Regions from separate parts of the Sus scrofa genome. Here region 2 is linked to region 1. A link is a contact called in public HiChIP or PLAC-seq data. All regions are on one chromosome and are shown on one strand. Each heading gives the region's core, a stretch centred on a gene start, on an enhancer-like site or on the middle of the called end of the contact. The rest is flanking DNA. Distances are from core to core; before and after follow the strand shown. Region 1 holds the start of DNAJC28 (dnaJ homolog subfamily C member 28). Region 2 overlaps CRYZL1 (crystallin zeta like 1).

The links. HiChIP or PLAC-seq counts read pairs in DNA pulled down with a chosen protein or histone mark.
Region 2: an H3K27ac HiChIP or PLAC-seq map of alveolar macrophages shows a contact between it and region 1. The contact joins the enhancer-like site here to the promoter of DNAJC28 in region 1. A contact is called at or near these places in 8 of 47 Hi-C or Micro-C datasets (blood, liver, mesenteric adipose tissue and 3 more) and 1 of 2 datasets of contacts at active chromatin or transcription factors (alveolar macrophages).

The regions. Positions count from the first base shown.
Region 1 is chr13:197,113,065-197,117,669 of Sscrofa11.1, forward strand. DNAJC28 (dnaJ homolog subfamily C member 28) reads right to left here and starts at 1,629. Exons shown (of 3, transcript XR_002338034.1): 1 at 1,335-1,629; 2 at 1-431.
Region 2 is chr13:197,225,772-197,230,249 of Sscrofa11.1, forward strand. CRYZL1 (crystallin zeta like 1) reads right to left here. Exons shown (of 13, transcript NM_001098596.1): 5 at 1,273-1,317. Among named protein-coding and RNA genes, the nearest start is that of CRYZL1, 20 kb to the right of the region's middle. Within about 2 kb of position 2,505, at least 3 of the 83 cell types and tissues checked have an H3K27ac peak or open chromatin away from gene starts, as enhancers often do. A contact at or near this core is called in alveolar macrophages and liver, where this site is marked.

The DNA.
Region 1 (4,605 bases), core at 379-2,878:
GTTGGGGTGTTTTATATTTGAATTTTTCTTCATCTTCCTCGTCTGCTTCAACTTTACTCTGCCTGGCATTTGTTTGTTCAATCACGTGAGAAAGCACCTTCCTATAAGCTTCTTCGATCCTTATAAATGTTGCAGAATCAGCAGTACTAGAGCCACCATCTGGATGGTATTGCTTGGCAAGTTTACGAAAAGATTCCCTGACATCATCTGCAGAGCATCCTTCATCCAGATTCAGCAGCCTATAATATTCGCTCATCTTCTTTTTGGATTTATAAGTTGACATCATTCTAGTTCTAAGCACACCAAGATATGGACCCATGTTCATTTGATGAGGAATCATTGAAACGTTTATCAGATGAGATCTTAGGATTCGAGCCATCACTACATACACTGTGTTCATTATTGTGCCCAGATTTCTTCCTAGCAATGATCTATAAAACGACAACAAATATTGGGTGAAGAAAGTTGTATTATCAGCTAAATCCATATTTTCAGCAATAAGGATGAATTACGAGTACAATACTTCTTTCTAATGCTGCTGCCAAAATTCTTACAGCTTTATTTCATTTGTTCAGCAGAGAAATGGAAGTTAATGATGTCTTGCGTCAACATATTGTGATGGAATCTAGATTCTACTCTGTACTAACCACAGAATTTTAGAGCTGGCAAGTTCTCAGAGATCTAATCCAATCTTCTCATTTTATGAGAAAATGCAGGCCCAGAAGGTTAAGCAACACAACCAAATCACACAGCAAGGTGTAAGCAAAATAGTTAGGGTTAGGGCACAACAAGCCTCTTGCATATTTGTCCTCAGCAAATTATAAACGTCAGTAGCACCACTATTTCTTTAGTGAGTGCATCATTGTCTTTATTATCCCAAGGAGTCTTCTCATGAGAAGACTTACATGAAACAATTAGAACAAGTGACTGATTCTGTACCTACTCTTGACACTAAATTGCACAGAATCAAGGGTCCAAAAGACTTTAAGCTCTACAGCGTCTTAGGAAGGAATAGTCTGCTGCAAGCCTGAAAGCCGAGATGAAAGGTGAACTCTCTCAGTATACTGTTACCTGTTTTTGTTTTGTTTTGTTTGTTTTTTAAACGCACAGCATAGTAGAAGAGAAAATCTTCTATATAGAAAATGGCAATGAAATGCTAGAAGTGACTTAAAAATAGGATTTTGATGTATAAACGCTAAAATTCAGCTCCTGGGGACTCCAATTTTCTATAAAAATTGGGGTCAACGGCTTTCAGACTTGACTGGGATGGGTGGCCGTCGCGGAAGAGAAGTCAATCTCGACACAGTACACGCCGGGTCCCGCCCTCTACTCACCTTCTCAGACCCTGGGAAGGGGCTCTGCGGCTCCCGCCCCCATGCTGAGCATCTGCGCATGCGTGCGAGGGCGGCCCTCCACTCCCCAGCTGTCTCCGCCGCTGGACTAGACCATCTGCCTTTTTACGCTGAGGGAACCCTCAGGGGTGCGGAGGGCAATGTGATACCGAATAGAGACAGATGTCCTACCTTACCAGGGGACCCCAGAATCTCTTTTAAAACAAACTCTTCCCAAAAGGACACAAGCAGGACAATTTCGGGACGCTCCGCCCCGCCCCGGGCAGTCGACTCCGCCCTCCCCACCCCTAGCGGGAGGTGGGTCGGTCGAGTGGATTCTGGGAAATGTAGTTCTCCAGGAGGACCCCGCCGCGCGCCTGCGCCTTCCGGGAGGGAGGCGGGGCGGTGAAAACGTCTACACCGCCGGAGGGGAGATGAATAGGATTTACCATAGCGTTTGGTCAGTGTCGAATGCGACCCTTGAAGTGCTAATGGTTCGGAGGGCGCCGGTCCTAGGTAACTTGTTTTGAAGAGGGGATGACAAGTCCTTTTCCCCCCGAATAGGACCTGAACAGCTTTTTCAGGTTTGCAGCCAAGGACACCAGCTCAGAGACGAGGAAATACTACCTGGCCCAGAAAGTCTAGGTTAGCTCGGTTGGTTAGAACGTGGTGGTAATAGATAACCCAGGTTAGAAACCTAGTCTTTCGTTAGTTCAGGAACTTAGTGAGCAGGTAGGTCATTTAGCCAGGCATTGATAGAGAGAGGGTGAGGACGGTCGAAGACAAAGTTAAATAAAGTGTTTTCTCGCTTTAAGTTCAGTCACTGTTATGGGGATTTACTATTTCCCCCTTCTGCACAGGGTAAGTTTTTAAAATAGGAAAAAGCAAGAAGAAGAAAAGGCGGGTCAGACCTGAGCTGAGAACTGCTTTTCTCTGTGTCCGTTTATCTGTAAAGTGAGGGTACCAGCAAATGGTGAACGTATTTAGCACTCAGTTTTTGCCAGGCACTGTGCTAAATGCCTATTTATGTAATCTTTTAAAATTCTTGCAACAGCCCAATGAGGTAAATGCTATTGTTTTCCTCATTTTACTTATGATGAAATAATAATTGTGTAGCACTCACTGAGTTTTTGTGAGATTTACACACTGTATGTAAACCACTTTGCATAGCGCCTGGCACATTAAATAATATTTTGTACTATGACTACGTTTCTTAAAAGAAGGCAGAAGTAGGGAGTTCCTGTTGTGGCATAGCGAAAACGAATCCAGCTAGTATCCTTGAGGATGTGGGTTCGATCCCTAGCCTCACGTAGTGGGTGCAGTGGGTTAAGGATCCGGCGTTGCCGTGAGCCGTGGTGTAGGTTGCAGACACAGCTCGGATCTGGCGTTACTGTGGCTCTGGGGTAGGCCAGCAGCTGTAGCTCCAATTCAACCCCTAGCCTGGGAACCTCCATATGCCTCGGGTTCGGCCCTAAAGAGCAAAAAAAAAAAAAAAAAAAAAAAGTAACTGCACGTACTATGCCCCTTTATCCCAAAGTACTCAGTATTTGTTTCCTCAAAACAAGGACATTCTCTTCATCATAGCACTGATAGCAAATTCACGACATTTAACTTAAAGACAGTATTATTTAATGTACAGGTTTTTTGTTTATTTTTTTGTTTTGTTTTTTAGGGCTGCACCTGCAGCATGCGGAAGTTCCCAGGCTAGGGGTCAAATCGGAGCTGTAGCTGCCAGCCTCTGCCACAGCCACAGCAACCCGGGATTCAAGTCGCATTTGCTATCTACACCACAGCTCACGGCAACACCAGATCCTTAACCCACTGAGCGAGGGCAGGGATCGAACCTGCAACCTCATGGTTCCTAGTCGGATTCGTTAACTACTGAGCCATGATGGGAACTCCTTAATGTACAATTTTTGTATTCCAGTTTTAACAATTGTCCTAATGATGTCTTTGAGAGCAACCATGGCTTTTTAAGTCAATAGAGCAAATGAGTGATAAACCAAAGCATTTTTGGTCAGTTTAATTCTGGGCAGAGTCAAACCACTTGAAAATATGGTTCTTTTCCTTTTAAAAGTTTGCTGCATACTCTGAAATCAACAGTCCTGTGATTATAAAATGTGACTCTGGGCAGAGTCAAACCACTTGAAAATATGGTTCTTTTCCTTTTAAAAGTTTGCTGCATACTCTGAAATCAACAGTCCTGTGATTATAAAATGTGATCAAAGGATCAAATTCAGAGTCAGAACCAAACACATAGGTTGACTAGCATTTTTATTTATTTATTTTTTGACTAGGGTTTTTTTTTTTTTTTTTTTTCTTTTTAGGGCCACACCCTTGGCACATGGAGGTTCCCAGGCAAGGGGTCGAATCGGAGCTGTAGCCACTGGCCTACACCACAGCCACAGCAGTGCCAGATCCGAGCTGCGTCTGCGACCTACACCACAGCTCGTGGCAATGCCGGATCCTTAACCCACTGAGTGAGGCCAAGGATGGAATAAGTAACCTCATGCATGGTTCATAGTCGGATTCATTACCACTGCGCCATGGTGGGAACTCCTTTGACTAGCATTTTTAATGTGATCATGCTACCTTGCTTATTTAAACTCCTTGGCAGTTTTTTTACATTGTTTTTTAAAAAGTTTTATTGAAGTATAGTTGATTTACAATGTTGGGATAATTTCTGCTGTAGCTCAAGACTTTTATTTCTATTTCCTTTAAAGTTACTATTTTTTTTTTTTTTTTTGGTCTTTTTGCTATTTCTTTGGGCTGCTCCCGCGGCATATGGAGGTTCCCAGGCTAGGGGTTGAATCGGAGCCATAGCCACCGGCCTACGCCAGAGCCACAGCAACGCAGGATCCGAGCAGCGTCTGCAACCTACACCACAGCTCACGGCAACGCCGGATCGTCAACCCACTGAGCAAGGGCAGGGATCGAACCCGCAACCTCATGGTTCCTAGTCGGATTCGTTAACCACTGCGCCACGATGGGAACTCCTAAAGTTACTAATTTTTTTCTCTTCTGTTTTTGGCTGCATCCACCATGGCACATGGAAGTTCCCAGGCCTAATCTATTGCACCAGGCCAAGGATCAAACTGGCAACACCATGGAGACAAGCCAGATCATTAACCCACTGTGCCGCAGCAGGAACTCCTCCAAAGACTTTTGTTTTTGTTTTTATTTTTTGCTTTTTTTTTGTTTTTCCAAAGACATTTAAAACACTGTCTCAGGAAGTTCCTGTTGTGGCTCAGCAGGGTAAGAACCTGACTAGTAT
Region 2 (4,478 bases), core at 1,255-3,754, 110 kb after region 1:
GCGGCATATGGAGGTTCCCAGGCTAGGGGTCCAATTGGAGCTGTAGCCACTGGCCTACGCCAGAGCCACAGCAACGCAGGATCCGAGCCGCATCTGTAGCCTACACCACAGCTCACGGCAATGCCGGATCCTTAACCCACTGAGCAAGGCCAGGGATCGAACCCGAAACCTCATGGTTCCTAGTCGGATTCGTTAAGCACTGAACCACGATGGGAACTCTGAGGATAGTTTATTTTCTGATATGAACACCATAATACCTGTCCTACCTCTCTATTTTCTTCCTCTTTTTTCACCTCTGAGTGACGGGAATGGTGGCGGCTGATGTACGGAGCCCGGTCAGAAGCGTGGGGGCACCTGGGTTCCTCTCTAAACTCGTCCCCAATGCACAGCTCCTTCACACAGCTTGGTTCTATAGCACAGTTCAGTCTGCTTCCAGTAAAATCCCATTTTCCCCTGAGCAAGTCTGATTTTATTTCTGGTCTCTTACAAAAAGAACCTTGACTAATACAATGTCACTGACTTCTTGGGCAATTAAAAAAGATGAGACAGATGGAGTTGCTGTCATGGCGCAGTGGAAATGAATCTGACTAGGAACCATGAGGTTTCAGGTTCGATCCCTGGCCTCGCTCAGTGGGTTAAGGATCTGGCATTGCCACGAGCTGTGGTGTAGGTCACAGACTCGGCTCAGATCTGGCGTTGCTGTGAGCTGTGGTGTAGGCTGGTGGCTACAGCTCCGATTGGACCCTTAGCCTGGGAACCTTCATGTGCCGAGTGCATGGCCCTGAAAAGACAAAAAAAAGCCAAAAAAAAAAAAATTGCAAAATGGCATTAACTATGGATTTTTTTAAAAAAATTTAAAGTTTCTAGTAAATTTTTAGTTTTTCAAGGATAGTAAGGGAGAAGCTCTGTACAATTCAAGTTGGATGTGGAGAGTGGAGCTGGGAGACAACCAAGTCAGTCTGTGGTCTTCAAACAGATGAACTGGGACTTTTTTTTTCCTCTGGAACCTTCAGCCTAGCTATAGGCTGGGGCCAATCAGAGAAGGGCTGCACCAAAGACAATAACAACTACCGGTCATCTATCTATCATATCTACAGCCAAATAGTCAAAAGTCTCTTTATCAATGGATATTTGAGAGTAAATGCCAAAACTCGAGTAAGTACTTTTATATGACACAAGGTTGCAATAAACATTAACAACTGCATAGCAAAAAGGAAGAGACAACAGTAAAACAGAGGGCTTGAAATAGGACTAATACAACCTGTAACTTACCAACTACTTCATCATCTGGTTCGAAGAATGATACCTTGCTTCCAACTAAAGAGTGGAGAAAATTAATCATCAGTATTATCAGGTTATTAAATATAACCTATTAAAAATTTTTTTTGGTCCTTTATCCTTTTAGGGCCGCACCCATGGCATATGGAGTTTCCCAGGCTAGGAGTCTAATCGGAGCTGCAGCCGCCGGCCTACGCCAGAGCCACAGCAACACCAGATCCGAGCCATGTCTGCAATCAACAGCACAGCTCATGGCAACACCGGATCCTTAACCCACTGAGCGAGGTCAAGGATTGAACCCGTAACCTCATGGTTCCTAGTTGGATTTGTTTCCGCTGTGCTGTGACGGGAACTCCTAAAATAAATTTTAAAAGCTACGGACTGATAAAAAGTCACTAAGTCAGAGACAAGGTCAAGAACTCCTAGGACATTTTGATAGCCTCTAAGGACAAGATGGAACACTTCAAATCTGGATTCTTTACAAAATCTGGGTCATGTGGTTGTGGATATCTTGGAGAAGGATGTCTCTCTGTTTAGCTAAGGATGAAGGAAAAAAGGAAAATAACCCAGTCCATAGCTCTTACGATAATTACACTGGATACCTAGGGTTCCCCACCTCCTGTGGCTACTCTAGCCCATCATTATTTTAGTGGCAGAATTTCAGATGCACAATGGGGAATTCTGGTTAGAGATCCATACAAAATTACTTCAATTTGGGATTACAAAAATAAATTCAGAATTGTGCCAAGAAATCTGGGGCACTATACAGAAGGGATAGTTACGAGAAAAGGTCTCCATCATCAGTCAGTTCTTTAGAATATTTCTGTTCTGATAGTTACAGTCGGAAATAGGAGTAAAAAAACCAAACCTCCTTGAATGCCTACTTGTGCCAGAATTTTAGCACATGATCACATTTAATCTTCAAAGCATACTTATTGAGCAGATATTACTATTCTTTTTTTTTTTTTTTTTTTTTTTTTTTTTTTTTTTTTTTTTTTTTTTAGGGTCACACCTGTGGCATATGGAGGTTCCCAGGATAGGAAACCTAGAGCTAGGAAACCAGGAGCTACAGCTGCCCGGCCTATGCCACAGCAATGTCAGATCCTCAACTCACTGAACGAGACCAGGGATCGAACCTTCAACCTCATGGTTCATAGTTGGACTCACTTCCGCTGTGTCATGACGGGAACGCCCAGACATTACTGTTCTTGTTTAACGGATGAGGAAGCTGAGGTGGAGCAGGGAAGTGAGCGAGAAGCCTGCTGCATAAAAGTGGCCTCTCTGGCCCTGGCAACCAAAAGGCCCCAGTTTGCTGCTGCTTTGCATTCCTCCTGTGCCATCATCCCCAATACTTTTTGCTTCGGTACTTTACTCTTTCCCTTCTGCTGAGGATTCCTGTCTTCCTGAAATCACTCTGATCCTTTCTTTTTGGCTTGCTTCATTTTTAATTGTCCTTCAAACAGTGGCACTGACAAAGGTTCTATGCTGTCTGTACAGCTCTTTCACTTCTCTCTCCCTGAATGAGCTCATCAACTTGCTATTATTTTATTTAATTTATTTATTTATTTTTGTCTTTTGTCTTCCTAGGGCCATACCCGTGGCATATGGAGCTTTCCAGGCTAAGGGTCCATTTGGAGCTACAGCTGCCAGCTTACGCCACAGCCACAGCAATGCCAGATCCGAGCCATGTCTGTGACCTACACCAAGCTCACGGCAACACCAGATCCTTAACCCACTGAGCAAGGCCAGGGATCGAACCCGCAACCTCCTGGTTCCTAGTCAGATTTGTTTCCACTGCACCAATCCAACTTTCTATTATTTTAAATACAACCTGTAAACTGACAACTTTCAAATCGATGTATTTCCAGCCTAGATCACTCACCTCTGAGCTGAAAGTTACTAGATATTTCCAGGGGGATACCACTTAGCCACTCTGAATGCAAGTATAAATCCTAAACTCAGGGTCTTTCTCCAAATCAGATCCCCTTCCCTTATCCATGTGGCAGCAATTCATAGCTTAACCAGAATCTTGTAAACCATTCCTGGCTTTGACCTGTTTTAGATTAACCTGGTCCAGTCAATTATTAAGTTCTGCTGATACTGCACTGTCAGTGTGTCTTGGATCCATTCGCCACCTCTGCCACCACTGTCTCCACTAAGTTCTGGGCTTTGCCATTTTGCGCCTATTGGTCTACAACCCAAACAGTCCTCTTGCCTACAGCCTGCTTTGCCTCCCTTTTGAAGCTGCCCTTTCAATGGCCACTCTAATACTCTCTCTACAACCAAATCTGAGATATGAGCTCAGCATGGATCTGGCCCTCGCCTACCCTCTTGCCTAATTTTGGGGCAGGGAAGGAATCAGCATTCATATCGTTAAAATACTTTGTTCAGTATCTTCTCTAATGACTCTGAGTAGAATTTTGAGGGAGAATTTTCTTGACAAAATGTTTTTCTGCTGCCAAGTACCTTGCCTATGACTCCTGCCTAGAACTTAATTTTGTTCCAGCAACACCAAACTCTGTAATTCTTATATATATCACATTATTACTTGCTTTTGTGTCTTTGCTCAAGAGATCTTCTCTGCTGAGTGTGATTTTCCTCCTGAGGCCCCTTTCAGTCTGGGTGACTTCCTCCGAGAACCTTTCCCAACCTTCTGGCTGGGTGGGCACCTCTCCTTGGAGCTTTCAGAATAATCTGCTCATGCCTGTATATCTCTGTCTCTACCCCAGATTGTGAACTCTTGCAGGGCAGGGACTTTGTCTTATTTATCTTCACATCCTAAGCACTTAGCAAGTCTTCATTAAATGAGGAATAAGTGAATGATTGATTGATTGGTTATCTTCTGGCTGTTTTACTTCTTACTTTTATTTTTTTTACAATCTAAGCAGAAGAAAGGAGAGGGAATGAAATTATGACTTAGCTATGTTAGAAGACTATACTGAGAAAGAGAATCAAATATATTTTTATTTTTATCTTTTGTCTTTTTTTTTTTTTTTTTGTCTTTTCTAGGCTGCACCCGCGCCATACAGAGGTTCCCAGACTAGGGGTATAATTGGAGCTGTAGGTGCCAGCCTATGCCAGAGTCACAGCAACGTGGGATCCAAGCCAGGTCTGTGACCTACACCACAGCTCACGGCAATGTCGGATCCTTAACCCACTGAGCAAGGCCAGGGATGGAACCCTCGTCCTCATGGATGCCA